Linked DNA regions of Mus musculus: all the other regions are linked to region 2. Evidence: chromatin contacts called from public HiCAR-type and HiChIP or PLAC-seq data. All regions are on one chromosome and are shown on one strand. Each heading gives the region's core, a stretch centred on a gene start, on an enhancer-like site or on the middle of the called end of the contact. The rest is flanking DNA. Distances are from core to core; before and after follow the strand shown. Region 1 holds the start of Hnrnpll (heterogeneous nuclear ribonucleoprotein L-like). Region 2 holds the start of Cebpzos (CCAAT/enhancer binding protein (C/EBP), zeta, opposite strand). Region 3 holds the start of Dhx57 (DEAH (Asp-Glu-Ala-Asp/His) box polypeptide 57).

Evidence for each region. HiCAR-type assays count read pairs that join an accessible place to other places. HiChIP or PLAC-seq counts read pairs in DNA pulled down with a chosen protein or histone mark.
Region 1: a contact with region 2 is called in an H3K27ac HiChIP or PLAC-seq map of thymic regulatory T cells, with 7 times the contacts expected there. The contact joins the promoter of Hnrnpll here to the promoter of Cebpzos in region 2. A contact is called at or near these places in 3 of 39 promoter capture datasets (cranial neural crest, embryonic stem cells and pre-B cells), 8 of 115 datasets of contacts at active chromatin or transcription factors (the NIH/3T3 cell line, astrocytes, embryonic limb bud and 4 more) and 1 of 9 other capture datasets (embryonic stem cells).
Region 3: a HiCAR-type map of astrocytes shows a contact between it and region 2, with 4 times the contacts expected there. The contact joins the promoter of Dhx57 here to the promoter of Cebpzos in region 2. A contact is called at or near these places in 3 of 39 promoter capture datasets (the SN4741 cell line, hippocampal neurons and liver), 1 of 484 Hi-C or Micro-C datasets (B cells), 3 of 115 datasets of contacts at active chromatin or transcription factors (astrocytes, embryonic forebrain and microglia) and 1 of 9 other capture datasets (liver).

What each region holds. Positions count from the first base shown.
Region 1 is chr17:80,058,942-80,063,591 of GRCm38.p6, reverse strand. Hnrnpll (heterogeneous nuclear ribonucleoprotein L-like) reads left to right here and starts at 1,324. Exons shown (of 13, transcript NM_144802.4): 1 at 1,324-1,935. The coding sequence starts at 1,600. 4933407O12Rik reads right to left here and starts at 1,370. Exons shown (of 2, transcript XM_006525248.3): 1 at 1,020-1,370; 2 at 130-919. The coding sequence starts at 1,352. The coding sequence ends at 794.
Region 2 is chr17:78,914,097-78,918,634 of GRCm38.p6, reverse strand. Cebpzos (CCAAT/enhancer binding protein (C/EBP), zeta, opposite strand) reads right to left here and starts at 2,136. Exons shown (of 5, transcript NM_001177403.1): 1 at 1,942-2,136; 2 at 163-278. The coding sequence starts at 277.
Region 3 is chr17:80,287,918-80,292,572 of GRCm38.p6, reverse strand. It overlaps Dhx57 (DEAH (Asp-Glu-Ala-Asp/His) box polypeptide 57), which reads left to right and starts at 2,097. Exons shown (of 24, transcript NM_001163759.1): 1 at 2,097-2,517. Morn2 (MORN repeat containing 2) reads right to left here and starts at 2,361. Exons shown (of 5, transcript NM_194269.2): 1 at 2,236-2,361; 2 at 195-248.

The DNA of each region.
Region 1 (4,650 bases), core at 75-2,574, 1.1 Mb before region 2:
TAATTTTAAAGACATATTTCTAATTTTCAGTTCTGCAAGCGGCCTCTCTCTCTCTCTCACACACAGTGGTACAGTTTGCAGAAACGCTTAGATTCCTTAGGATTCTAAAATGACAAGCGACGCAAAGTATAAAGGAGAAAGCAACATATGTTAAAAGAACGATCACACATCTTTCTGGGGGAAGAAATGCCTTTGGGGGAAAAAAAACAGGCTAGAGGAGGGAACAACCCACAACTGGGAAAGGAAGAGGTTCAAAACAAGTGCGCAGAACGAATCTTAGTTTTCCAAGGCTTAAAGTAACAGGGCACTTAGGGCGCGGTGGGTTTCTTGCTAGCTAGACACCATAATTTCAACCCAGTAAGTTGGTCACTGAAATCCATTCGGGGGTGGATTGGGTTGGGGTGAACTGTACTGGAACTAGATTATAAAAATGAACACAGTACCTGCCCTTAAGCACGTCCAGTTTTGTTTTGTTTTAAAACAACACCTTTAGTTATTCAAAGGCCTTTTGCAAATAGAAACAGCTAAAAACCTTAAAACAGTCTTTAGGCTTCACAGAGGAAGTGAGTTGTGGGCTGGAAACGAACAGGATTGTGAGAGTTTCCTATTTTGGAAAATGAAGACGATCATTCAGAACAGTGAGAATAGGGGTTTTAGAGGAAGGTTGAGAATATGTAACTGCAGCAGGGACTTGGATAGGTATGTCTGCAGCAATAGGTCCGGTTTGCAGGTCACCTATGCCCTGCGCAGACCTGTGTGCATCATCTCGCTGGCTCGCCACAGTCAGTAACAGCTAACGGTTGTTCTGTTTAGTTAGTGGCGCAGAGTCCACGCGCTTTCGGGGGCTGTGTGTGGTTAGGTGCGCGGAGATTCTCCAGGTTTCCCTCATCTTTTTAAAGATTCTCCAGGTCTCCCTCATCTTTTTAAAATGAAGAAGAAAAGCATTCAAATTAGCGGGAAGGCGGTTAACACCCACAGCCCCGACTCTGCCGAACGCATCGCCGGCTCCTCACATTCACCCGGTATCTCAGCGGCGGCCAGGGCCTAACAGCGCTAACCGCCACGGGGCTGCAACCGCTGCGGAACCGCGCGCAGCGGGCGTTGCACGGTCCCGACCGGAGCCCAGCGAGAGTCCAGGCTGGGATTCTGACGAGCAGTTCTTCCAGCCAATTGGAAGCCAGATCGACTTTCGCTCTTCCAATAGGAGGCGGAAGTTCGGCAAGGGGGCGGAAACTCTCGGGCCCTGGATCCCATCCCGCCCGGCGGCAGTCAAGGCGGGGTGGAGGCTCCGCCTGAGCGGCGGGGAGCGGATCAGGGAGGAGGGAAGACCGGAAGCCACGGCCCGGCCCCATCCTTACTTTCGCGTCCCCCCCGGGGCTGGGAGCCGCGAAGCTGGCGGAGGGAGAGGCTGGAGGCTGGCTGAGAGATAAAGGGAAGCGTCCCCTCAGCCCGCGCTCCCTTCTCAGTCACGGGCTCCTGGAGCGCGCCGCGGAGGACGCCGGGCCAGCTCAGACCCGCGCCGAGGAGGCGCAGCCCGCGGCGGGGACCGATCAGCGACATCTGAGGCCCGTCTCCCGCGCCGTCTCCACCGCCGCCGCCATGTCCTCCTCCTCCTCCTCCTCCCCCAAGGAGGAGACGTACGAGGAGGACCGGGAGTTCGAGAGCCAGGCCAAGCGCCTCAAGACCGAGGAGGGAGAGATCGTCTACTCGGCCGAGGAGAGCGAGAATCGCCAGGAAGCGACGCCTCAGGCGGGGAGCGATAGCGACAGCGGCGGCGGCGACGGAGGCGACGGAGACGGAGGCAGCGGCGGCGGCGGCGACGGCGAGGAAGGCGAAGGTGGAGAAGAAGGCGACGAAGGCGACGGCGATGAGGGAGGGAGCGGCGGCGACGAAGGTGGCAGCGGCGGTGGCCCTCGGAGCATGCCCCTGTCCACGGTAACAAAGCGCGGCGCCGCGCCGCGTCCCTCCAGCAGGGCCCGGCGGCGGGGGTTCGGCCTGGCCGCCTTTGCCGCTGCGTGCACGCCGAGCGCGTAGCTGGCGACTCGGACTGATTCTTTCCTTTATTGCCCACGATCCCCGAATCCCGAATGCCGGCTTTGGGTGGGCTTGGGGTGCCGGGCCTCCCGGAGTCCGGGCCCTGAACTTGGGGAGGGTAGCGGGGTGGGGGCGGCGGGGGCGGGCGGGTGTCGCTTCCGCTCCGGGAGGCTGCGCCGCGCGCCCTCGGCGGGATCCGCTCTTTGTTAGTTGAGCAACTCCGGCTCCGAGGCTGTGCTGGGGACCCGGCCTCCCCGACCCGCATCATCCTCACGCTGGGCAACCATAACGGGAAGGCTCTCGTGGCCTCGTCTCCGTGGGAACCGCGATGCAATGACAAATTGCGCCCTCGTGCTCTCCCCGTAGTTTAGCCCTCGCTAGTTTAATATCTTTCTATAGAAAAGGCTTTGTGGGCATGGGGTTCATTCAGGCCAGGCAATGGCCAAGATAAGTTTTCTTGTTACAGAAATGAGTGGGCCGGTGATCTAAGTGTGTGTGTGTGTGTCTGTCCCTGCTGTCAAATAAAAGGCGTTCAGATGACGAGAGTTCTTCATTCATAATGTACTTCAAGTTTGTCCCCCACAGAAGGAAATGAATGCAGAGCTGTGGGAATTCAGTCACACATTCCTCGAGTCCTCCTTTATCAGAAACGTTTAGCTGGAGGCTGGAGGAATGTGGACAGCGCAACCCACAACTTCAGTTCCATGGAGACTTTAAGGAAACAAACCAATCCGAACGGTTTTGACTCTTTTGGGGGCCTTTAAACGGTCTTGACGACTTAAGATATTATTTAAACACTTAATACATTTGAGATCAAATCTTAGCAGAAGTTGACGAAGTTATGCACACCTTCCAAAAATTAAGGTGTTCCAACCCTTTTTAATCAGAAGCCGCTTATCTTTCTAAAGTTCGAATTTTTGTTGGTCTAGCTTAAATAAAAAAAAAGTTACATGTATGGGTTCATAACAAGTACCCATGGCAGCCTAGTAAGGTTTTAGTGTTCCTTAGAGGTAGAGTTACAGGTAGTTTCATTGCGACTCACCAGATTCGAGTGCTGGGAGTCAAGCTCTTGGGCTGTCTTTGCAAGAGCACTGTGTGCTTTTTGGATGAGCTCTTTCTTCAGCTCCTGTTTGAGTAATAATAATAAAAAATTACATTCATTTGTGTTGTGTGCTTTGGAGCATGCAGGCGAGTGTGGAGGTCAAAGGACACAGCTACTTCCATCCTGTGAGTCCTGGCAGACATTCACCACCTGAGCCACCTCACTGGCCCAGTGGGAATTTTTATGTAAAAATTCGGATAATTAGAAAAGTAAAATGTGATGGATAAATTTGACCATATCTTTTTTTTAAAGGAGTCTTTTTTTCTTGTTGTCACTTTACGGACACAGCTGGTTCTTGGCCTTCTGGTCAAGGTCAGCATTGGTTCCTTGCAGTTATTTGGATTTTTCTGTCAAGCTTTTTGAGATCCTCAGAATATAACTTGGAAGTATGAATATAGGAGATGATTTTCTTAGAGATTCTTAAGATCATAATCAAATATTGTAAGATTTAGAAATAGGAATGTTACAAAAGATGTTTTGCCAAAGGCCTTGGTTCTTTTGCCAAAAGCCTTGGTTGTTTGTGCAACACTATAAAATGACTCTTAAGTGTCTTGGAAAGATTCTTAAAGCAGTTGGCAGGAGAGATGGATGGCTCAGTGGGGAAGAGTGCTTGCTAACGCCTGAAAACCTACAGTTTCAGTTGCCAGAGCCCACATGGTAGACATTGTCCTCTGACTTGTATATGAACTACTTGGTGTGCTCACACACACACACACACACACATTTATATATATATAAATATATATATATATATGTGTGTGTGTGTGTGTGTATGTGTGTGTTCACACACACACAAATTTTGTTTCAAAAATAGTTAACATTATTTTTGAATGCTAGTGAGTAACGTAAGTCAAGCAGTGGAAGTGGCTGGCATTGGACATGGTTGGTCAGGAGTCTAGTCTTAGCATACAGTTTTTGTGACCTCGAGAAAGATTTCTTAGTCTGTAAAATATGAACGTTGGACTGTACGTGCTTTCCTTACGTGAAGCTGAAGTTAACTAATTCATGCAGCTTTTAAAAAAAATTTTATTTATTTTATGTATGTTAGTACACTAGCTATCTTCAGACACACCAGAAGAGGGTGTCAGATCTCATTACAGATGGTTGTGAGCCACCTGTAATGGACATTTAAAAGCTGCATTAGAGCTGGAGAGATGGCTCAGTGGCTAAGAGCACTTACTGCTCTTCCACAGGTCCTGAGTTCAATTCCCAGCAACCACATGGTGGCTCACAACCATCTGTAATGAGATCTGACGTTTCTTTTGGTGTGTCTGAAGATAGCTAGTGTACTCACATACAAAAAAATAAATAAAATCTTTTTTTAAAAAAAGCTGCATTAATTAGTTCTGAGCCATCTCTTGAACCCCCCCCTTTTCAAAATTTTTTCCTTGAAATTTTCAGTACCATTTTGAAATCATTGCAGCTATGAAACATTGTATATAATTAAGGTATAGAGTCTAGTACTTCATCATGTTGAAATACAGTTTTCATTTAATTGAAGAGTTTAGCTCAAC
Region 2 (4,538 bases), core at 887-3,386:
AAAACCCAGACACTCCTAGTCTGCAGGTACAATAACAGCCTCGCTCCCCTCCTGCCCATAAAAACGTCCGATACCTTCAGTCTCAAGAAACATTTTTGCCCAGAAATGTCACCAACATTGAGTGCATCCCCTGCTAGAAAACAATTGCTGAGCTGAGTTTACCTTGGCTGGAGTGCATCTTTTTAAACAGACAGTAAGCTCCAGCGACACCCACAAGCTCAGCTGCTAGCACTCCTTTAAAGATCTTCCTCGCCAGCGGTTCCATGATCCGAGCCATCCTACATTAACAACATGGATGGATGAGCATGTTTAGATTTCTGTTGCCACATCTATAAAGAAAAACCTCCACCCCCAGTCTCAGTGCTTGTATGAACCTCAAGGGTAGTATGTGTTTCGTTTAGACATTCCTACATGCAGTTTCCGATCTCCATGCCTAAGGAGTGTGATAAACCACAGAAATTCTGAGAAGGTATAGAGCTCTTTACAAAGCAAAACTGGAGGAACTAAGGCTTTTTAGTGTCTGTTAGAGAGAAACTTTTTAGCTGACCTAGGAATTATAATACAGTCTAATAATAGGAACAGCATTGGAAGGCCCTTTTGGAGACTGCCCTGCAAGAGGAAGGTACTTTTGTTAAGTTGCACCACAGTTCATGCCTTTCCTAGACGGATATGAAACCAGACGGTAGCAAACCAGTCTTGGCTCTAAGGCAGTCTCAGTGTTGGAACACTTCAATGCACCATCCCCAAAGCAGCGTGCGTTCCTAAGCCTTCAGACCACTTCCCAGTCCCCAGATCCTGATTCAGCAAGACTAGGGTGGCAGGCACCCCAGTAATCCCCCCCCCCCCCGTGAAGTCACTCCAGGTTTTATACAAAGCCCTGGCCCATGGGGGAGAAGTTGACTGGTGGTGACCCAGTCCATGGCAAAGCTTCGAGTAACTGAAGTCTTCCCCCCTGTACGCAGAGACAAACCGAGAACGGGAGCATGCAAGCTATTAGCATGAGTAGTAGGCTCAGTTTCCAACAGTCAAAAGAAGGTGTCTTTGAAGAACCGTTATCCAGTAAATAAGGTTTTGTCTTGCTAAATATGCAAAAGGTAGCTCAGGCTTTATAACTAACTCCCTATAACCCCAAACTACTAAGCTTTTGATCTAATATTCTGATATTTTCCCACTGCTCAATGCTGAGACAGGCTGTTCTTTAATGTTCAGGATCAGCCAGTCCTTTCCCCTGCTTTTACGTCCCTTTCATGGTATCTAAGCATGAAAATAATTAAACACTATCAGGATTCGCCTTGGACTCTGTTACCATGTGTCCCTCCTCCAACGTTCGTTTTTCACTTTAGTAATGGGAATTACTCAGGGACCAGAAAAAAAAAAAACTGTATTATTCTCATTTTTAAAACGAAGCAAATAAAAAACTGGGGAGGAGGCAGAAGGGACAGCTGTGTTCCTCGATTTCCCAGTACTCTGCTAAATCACTGACGGTCCCGCTCAGTTCTAAGTTCTCAAGGGCGGTTTTAAGGTTTCAGGGCGAGGACAGGGCACACCTGCCTGCATCCTGTTCCACAACTTACGGGATCTGAGCGAAATCTTTTTTGATTGGAAGAGAGTGATGCTAAGATATCAAACAGTCCAAATAATGATATTAATAAAACACTTAATTTCTTAAAAACTGATGGACGTGCCACATTCCAAAGCCCTGCGCTTCGGGACTTGTCTACTTAATAATAAAGCACGTTTGTCACCAGAGACACACTGTCCAGACAAGATGGCTCAGGGAGACCAAAGACCACGGAGCCTTGTTGCACAGGAGCGCCTGGGGCTGCAGCGCAGGAGAAGCAACCCTGCGTGTGCTCCAGTGTAGGCCCGAGGGAGGAAAGGCGGCGCTGCGACCGGGGGCTGCTGCCCTGCAAGGATCCAACAGCGAGCACCCAGCCTTACCCGGGGTCCTGGTCCCAGCATGCGTCGCGGCTCGGCGACCCGGAAACGCTCGCGCTCCTGCGCCTGCGGGGCGGGCTCGCTCGAGTGTTCCCCACACCCAAGAATGTCACAGACCCCACGCGCCACACATTGGGGAACAGAGGACAAGAAACACTGCCCGGTCCTTACCTGAGGCCTCCGCAACCCGACTGCGCAAGCGCACGGTCTTAGCGCCACGCCCCCAGCTTTAGCCACGCCCCACAGAGGAACCTGACCTAACTAGCTGTGGGAAGCTGGTATCGTTTAGGCAAGGTTATCCTGCCCGCGGTCACACCCAAGTAAAAGAATTCACATTTGAACCCAGGACACCATCTCCAAACTCTGCACATGGATCGTCTCTCCCACTCTAAACCCAAAATGTATCAGAACGGGAACAACCCATCGCCAGAGAGTGGCCAGAAAAGTGGGACCCTAAATTGGGATTTGCCCTTTAGCCAGGTTCCTAGACAATTCCTTTACACATTAAAGGTGAGAAGCGCTGTGCCTAGGTGCTGCCCAATAGTCAAGAAGAGGGCTGACCTAAGGGAAGGAAAGATAGGAGATGGGGCATAGGAATGCCTAAAGAGGGACCACGTGCATGACAAAGCCTGGAATGTCAGACTATATCCACTTTTATTAAAATGCAGTCTGTCCTCAGAGATCCACAGCCAGGGCTGCACGGAGAAACCCTGTCTCAAACAAGCAAACACAGGAAGCTATGAATGCTGCCCAACAAAACGTTCAAGGTAAACATAATGGAAATTGGGGGAGGGGGAGTGGCTTGGCTTGGCTTAGCTTAGCTTGGCTTGGCTTGACTTGGCTCACTGGTACAGCTAACTGTGCAACACTTATGGATCTTGCATCTTCGATTCCCTGTTCCTGTTGGTTCCGACTGTTGATTCGAACATCTGGACATGTCACTGCTGTTGCTAACCTGACTCTACAGAACTGTATCCATGAGGTGTTTGCCAGTGGATCCAACTACCGCTGCCTGCTAACCTGTGAACTGAACTGATTTCCAGACAACACAGAAGGGAGTTGCTCCAAAGAACCTTTCTAAACAGTTCCACTTCCCCCCCCCCCCCCGTATCCTTTCTTTCCCACTACCTCTGGTGAGTGGTGGGTTACAAGGAAGGTTAAAGTGTTTAAAAACCATCATTAAAAATGGAATTTGAGGGCTGGAGAGATGGCTCAGTGGTTAAGAGCACCGACTGCTCTTCTGAAGGTCCTGAGTTCAAATCCCAGCAACCACATGGTGGCTCAAAACCATAATGAGATCTGACGCCCTCTTCTGGTGCATCTGAAGACAGCTACAGTGTACTTACATATAATAATAAATATTTTTTTTTAAATGGGATTTGGAAAAATTAAAGTTACACCAGGGAGTACAAGTGTCAAAAAGATTATAAGGATTCAACAAGGTGCAAGGTGTGGCCTTGTTGAAGGAAGTGTGTCACTGGGGGTGTGATTTGAGGTTTCAAAAGTCCACACCAGACCCAGTCTTTCTCTTTGCCTATGGATCAGACTGTAGAGCTCTCAGCGACTTCTCCAGCTCCACCAAGTAGACAGTAAATTACCTCTGAAACTGTAGGTCAGCTCTCAATTAAGTCCTTTTTCTTTATGAATTGCCTTGGTTGTGGTGTCTCTTAAGAGCAATAACGCAATGACAAAGACATGGCTCAACTAGCCATTTTTATTAGTGGTCTTTTTGACAAATGCAATGTCATCCAAAAATGATGTATTTAGTGTCCTTAGAAGACACAACTAAATCAAGGAACTTATATGGCGCAATAAAATATATGTTAAGCCCATTTTCTTTGTCCACCATCAATATATCTCCTTTGGTTGATACCCCATTAATGGCAGGTAAAAGAGAGAAACACATTTGTAAAACCAATAGAAGAGGATGCAAAAGCCACCCTGTGCTTACATGTAATGGAGTATCATTATACAGCACATCAAGAACATGTATGCACAAAAGCATGACAAATGTATGTTATGAAAATCCTCAAAACCGTGGGTTTCATGGAATGAAGGAATAAATAAGCACCAGTCCCAGGAGTTCTTTTAAAACATTGACACTGACTAAAACTAAATCATTTACTTTTCATAAATAAGATGACAAAGTTAAAACCAAATGATAAACAGATTTTATTACTTGAGACATGTGATCAAGTTGCTTATGGTCTCAAAACTGAATTTACTGCGGAACTTGATGAGGCAAGCTACCATACAGATTTAGCATTCTTACCAGGGATCCCCCTAAGTGAACCATGTGGAGCCAGGATCGCTGCAAAAAGCAAGAGGAATTTATTGTTCCAGTGCACTGGGGTCATCCCAGACCCGAAGGACAGGCAGCAACCACCATCACCAGTTAGGCTGTTTTTATAAGGTTTCCAGGGGCAGAACAGAGCATTAGCAACTCGGCACAATATGATTGGCAGAACAGTGCACCCTTTAAACTGATTAGTCTTTAGGGAATGAGGTGACAAGGACTTCACCTTGTTTGAAAGTGAGCAACAGTCAGTCCTGCGGAATGTGTCCCCACCCACCCACAGGTCCGTTGCTACCCTGTGGTC
Region 3 (4,655 bases), core at 848-3,347, 1.4 Mb before region 2:
AATCGTAGAAACAACAAACATAGGAATTGGGTTATGATAGTGTTTTACAAGATAGCATTACTAGAAAGAAAAGTACTGTGATATTTCTAGAGAAAAATTTGAAAACTTTCAATTAAATTTTTCATAGAATTGAAAAAAAAAGGTTTTATAAAACAAATTTCCTATATGAAAAGATAATTAAGATGCATGCTTACCGTATGTGTCTCCATTTGGAAATATAAATTTGATCTTATATACTTCTGACGAAGCTTTAAGAGATTGAGGGAAATAAAGGTAAGTTTAAATAGTTTAATATCATGAGACCCACAGCACATGTGCTTTCAGCAGGATTCCGGTAAATTCTCTTCACACAGACACACTGGCATTTCTACTGGCTGGTGCAGAGTCCTGAGGAAATAAATTATCTTCCCTAGATGGCCTATTTTAATTTATTTTGTATGATTTTATTAGTACAAAGTTAACTTTTTTTTTTCAGTCAGGCAGTAGTGGATGCTTTAACAATGCTTATCAGATTACGAAATCTGCTCACAGTGCCCACTGCAGCTATGCTGTGCTCTCCCGGAGGCACGAGCGTCTTCTTTGGGTAGAAACAGATTCTACCTCAATGTCTCATTCTTACTTTTGACTAAAAGGATGAACCTATGTAGGCCATGCAGGCTAGTGTCCAACTCTGTAGATGGCCCCTCTGCAAAGTCTGTCTGACTTCTTCTCATCCTTAAACTCCTCTGGTTCCAGGACTAGGGGTCTTAGTAAAGCAATGCTTATGTGTAGTTAGTCACCTACACTAAAATAGGGACCATAGATCGATGAAATGTCCTCCCACCACCTGACTCGGTATTGAGTACAAACAGAAAATGCTTATCTAGGGAATGAATGGCTCTTGAGACAGAATCATTAAACGCCTACTAAGCAGGACACTACTAAACACAACTGATCATACAGGAAATGAAGCAGTCCTCAACCGCTCTTCAGATTTCCACGTTTGATGAGCATAGTCTTGTACGGCTTTATCTCGGGGAAATGTTTCCCCTTTTTGGTTTTCAGGGTTTTTTTTTTTTTGGTTTTGTTTGTTTGTTTGTTGTTTCGTGAGAGTGTAATACTTTGAACACTACTGAAAGGAATTCCTATCTAAAAGAGTGCACTTCTTTTACAGAGCTATGTCACACCAGCATTTGGCCCTCTGCTGAAAAAAGTAAAAAGAAGTCTCAAATGCCTTTTTCGCCCTCTAGTGTTACAAATGTGGGGGCAGCACTGTATCATGTGAGTGTAAAATATCTCCTACCTGCTGCATGATATGAATTGGTAGCTTTATCAAAGATGGTTCCAATATTACTCAGGATGTCTTCTTTACAGATGATTTAAAAGCTAATTATATGTCTATAATATACATACATATATATAATATACATATAATTATATATGTACAATACACACACATGTATGTATATGTGTATACTTATATACATATATATATTGTGCTGGTACCCTAATGGTCACAGACCTGTGCTGTTTCTAGTTGTTTGGTGGTGTTTTTCTGTTTGTTTGTTTTTAAGGCGAGGCTAGACGTCTACAATTTTGTTCAGATGACTACAGGACCTGAAAAAGCTGTTGTTATTACTGATGCATAACATACTATTATTGCTCTTTATACATATACATAGATATATATACATATATAAAAATATATACACATATATAAATATATACACATATAAACATATACCTATATTTAAAATAATATTAATATATTATATGTTAATATATATTATATAATATATTAAATATGTATATATATTAAACACACGTTTAATTTTTGAAAACTGTACTTGTGTTTTCAACCATGTTGAGTTGTCATTGTACCAAAATCAGCAGCCATATTAGTCTAGAAACATCAAGCTAATTTCTTTTCCATTTGTACAGGCTTACTTCACTGTATTACATAGGTAAAACCTTATCTGTGTGAGTTCGATTACAGAAACTAATATTCTCTAAATAAGGGGGTGACGTTTCCACATTCAAATTTCTGGATTATGTGAGTTAGCAGGAACCTCTGCCATTGATCTGGCACCGTAAAGGAAACAAATCCGGAGTGATAGGCACAGCGAACCCACAGACTCGGGGGCCCACGCTGTATCTCCGGATCCCCCGACGCCGGGCTGTCGGTGCCCCTCCACCCCAGAGTGGATGCTGCGGCTGGCTCCGGGTCCATCAGCTCCCGAGAGGAAGCGCACTCACTTGATGGAGACGTGAAGGACAGGCTTTCGCGACTCTGCGATTCCCCTAGGCTCGCCAGCTCGGCAGGCTGGAGGGAGCTGGGCTCTAGGACAGAGCGGGCCTCGGTTGCTGGGGCGACCGGGCGACCTCTCACCCGGAAGCAAAAGTGCAAGAAGCCAATCAGAAGACACCTGGGCGGGGCGGCTGCTGCGGGTGAGGTCCAAGAGGGAAGCTGAACCCAGCCCGGACCCCGACCCTGGGTGCCGCCTCCTGAGCTCCGCAGCCAGCAACGCTACGAGCCAGGTACGGCCTGACGTGGCATGTGCGGGGCCGCGCGGGTTCGGGGTTGCCAGGCCCGCCTGCCGCCTCCCCTCTCTAGTGATCACATCCGAGGACCATGCAGCCCCTATGGTCCTGCCTGTCAGCCCAGGGGCAGTGAACCTGGACCTGCAGAATCCTGGGGAACCCCGGGATCTGCAGTCGAGGTCGTCCACACCCACGGCTCCGAGCAAGGTTGAAAAGGAGGGGCGCCAGCCCCATTTCCTGTCTGTGGCTCGGTGGCGACCCGAGGGGCTGTTTGGGGAAAGGGTTGGAGAAGATGGATGTTGAAGAAAGGAACCTTGCATGACTAGGTATCTGAATGGAGCTGGGGGAATGTATAGTGGTCAGAGGTTTGCCTGGGAGGCAAGCGGTGTGGGTTCAGTTTTCATCACCTCAGCTTGACGATGCTGTACGTGGGAGCCAAACTTGGGTGTGAAACAAAGGATCCTTTTAGAGCCAAACTTGGATCCAGTGTCTATGGTAAAGAAAGATGAAATCTTAGCAGGCTACATAGATAGTGGGATTCCTCCCTGCGGACTAGATAACCTAATTTGTATTCTACAGAAAACGTCTGGGGAATGTGATATCGGATGCCGCTATAATCGGTAAATCTTGGTTCAGATTTTTGCGTGAAAATTACAGCTCAAGTTGAAAATGTAACCTTTTCTGGGTTGGTGTGAGGCAACTTGTTTTAAGTCAGTACAGAATCTTCTTGCCTTTTTTTTTTCCTCAGCCATTTCTCAATGTATGAATTGACCCCAGCTGGGTGGTTTGGGTGGTAAGATGTTTGATGTTTTCCTTTCTTCCTACGTAAAAAAAACAAAAAGACAAAAACCCGATATGCAGCTGGGCGTGGTAGTGCACGCCTTTGGAAACAGAGGCAGATGGATCTCTGTAAGTTTGAAGCCAACCTGGTCTACAAAGCGAGTTCCAGGGCAGCCAGTGCTATTTACACAGAGAAACCCTGTCTGGAAAGACATAAAGGTGGGGGGAGGGGGGTGGGAGAATGCGATTATTGAAAATTCAGTTTGTGCCATTCCTTCAGTCACATGTTAATCATTTCATGTCATTATGGTTTTGTGAGTGTATGTATATACTGCTGTCCTTTGGAGAGCTCGTGGTTGGGGCTCAGGATGTCTTGCCTAGTGGGGATCTAGGGTTAGAGAGTAGTTAAAATAATTGAGGGGTGTTGTTTGTTAGTTTGTTTTTGTTTTCTAAGACAGTTTCTCTGTGTAGCCCTGGCTGGCTTGGAACTCACTCTGTGGACCAGGCTGGCTTCCAACTCACAGATCCACCTGCCTCTAAAGGTGTCTGCCACCACTGCTTGGCAAGTTTTACACTTTAAATTGAAAGAGGACATTATTTGTGTTTTTGTTTGGTTTCTCTATGGTGTTTGGCCACTTGTGGGGAGGGGGGGTCCCACTCACCTAGGAGAAACTGTCTTTCCTGATTCTAGCTAATGACCCACCCACCAGGGAATCTGCCATTCGTATAAAAACTAACCAGTCTTGGATTCAAATCTCAAACCACCACCTTTATCTACCACTCACAATGCAGCTAATACTGAAGTCAGGTACCACAGCAAAGAAGAATCAGTTACCAAAACATTTGTTGAAAGCTTTACTTAAACACACACACACACACACACACACACACACACACACACACGGCATTCCACCAAAGCCAGAGTAGCCTATTTAGTATAAATGTTCTGCTCTGTTTACACAAACCAACAGTAAAACTTCTGAGGAGCTAGCATTCTATCTCAAAGTCTCCCTGACACAGGCACTTCCTCCTGCCCCTCATAGCCACAGCCAATGGAGTTTCGATGTAAACACCCTATGTCTTCCTCCCCACCATTTTTAAGACACTGCATTTCTTTTCTCTAACCTGAACGACTGTAATAGTTGCCCAACTGAAACTATTATTTCCTTCTGTGCACTCTGGCCTCATCCCAGCACCTGGCCCAGGGCGCTAATTGATGTTCCGAGCTTGAAACCTTCGCATCTGTCATTGCTGCTGCTTGGATGTTCTCTTCACAAGTATTTCATGGCTCACTTTCTCCACCTATTCATATATCCACTCATAGGTTATTGAGTGAGGCATTCAGCAACTACTCT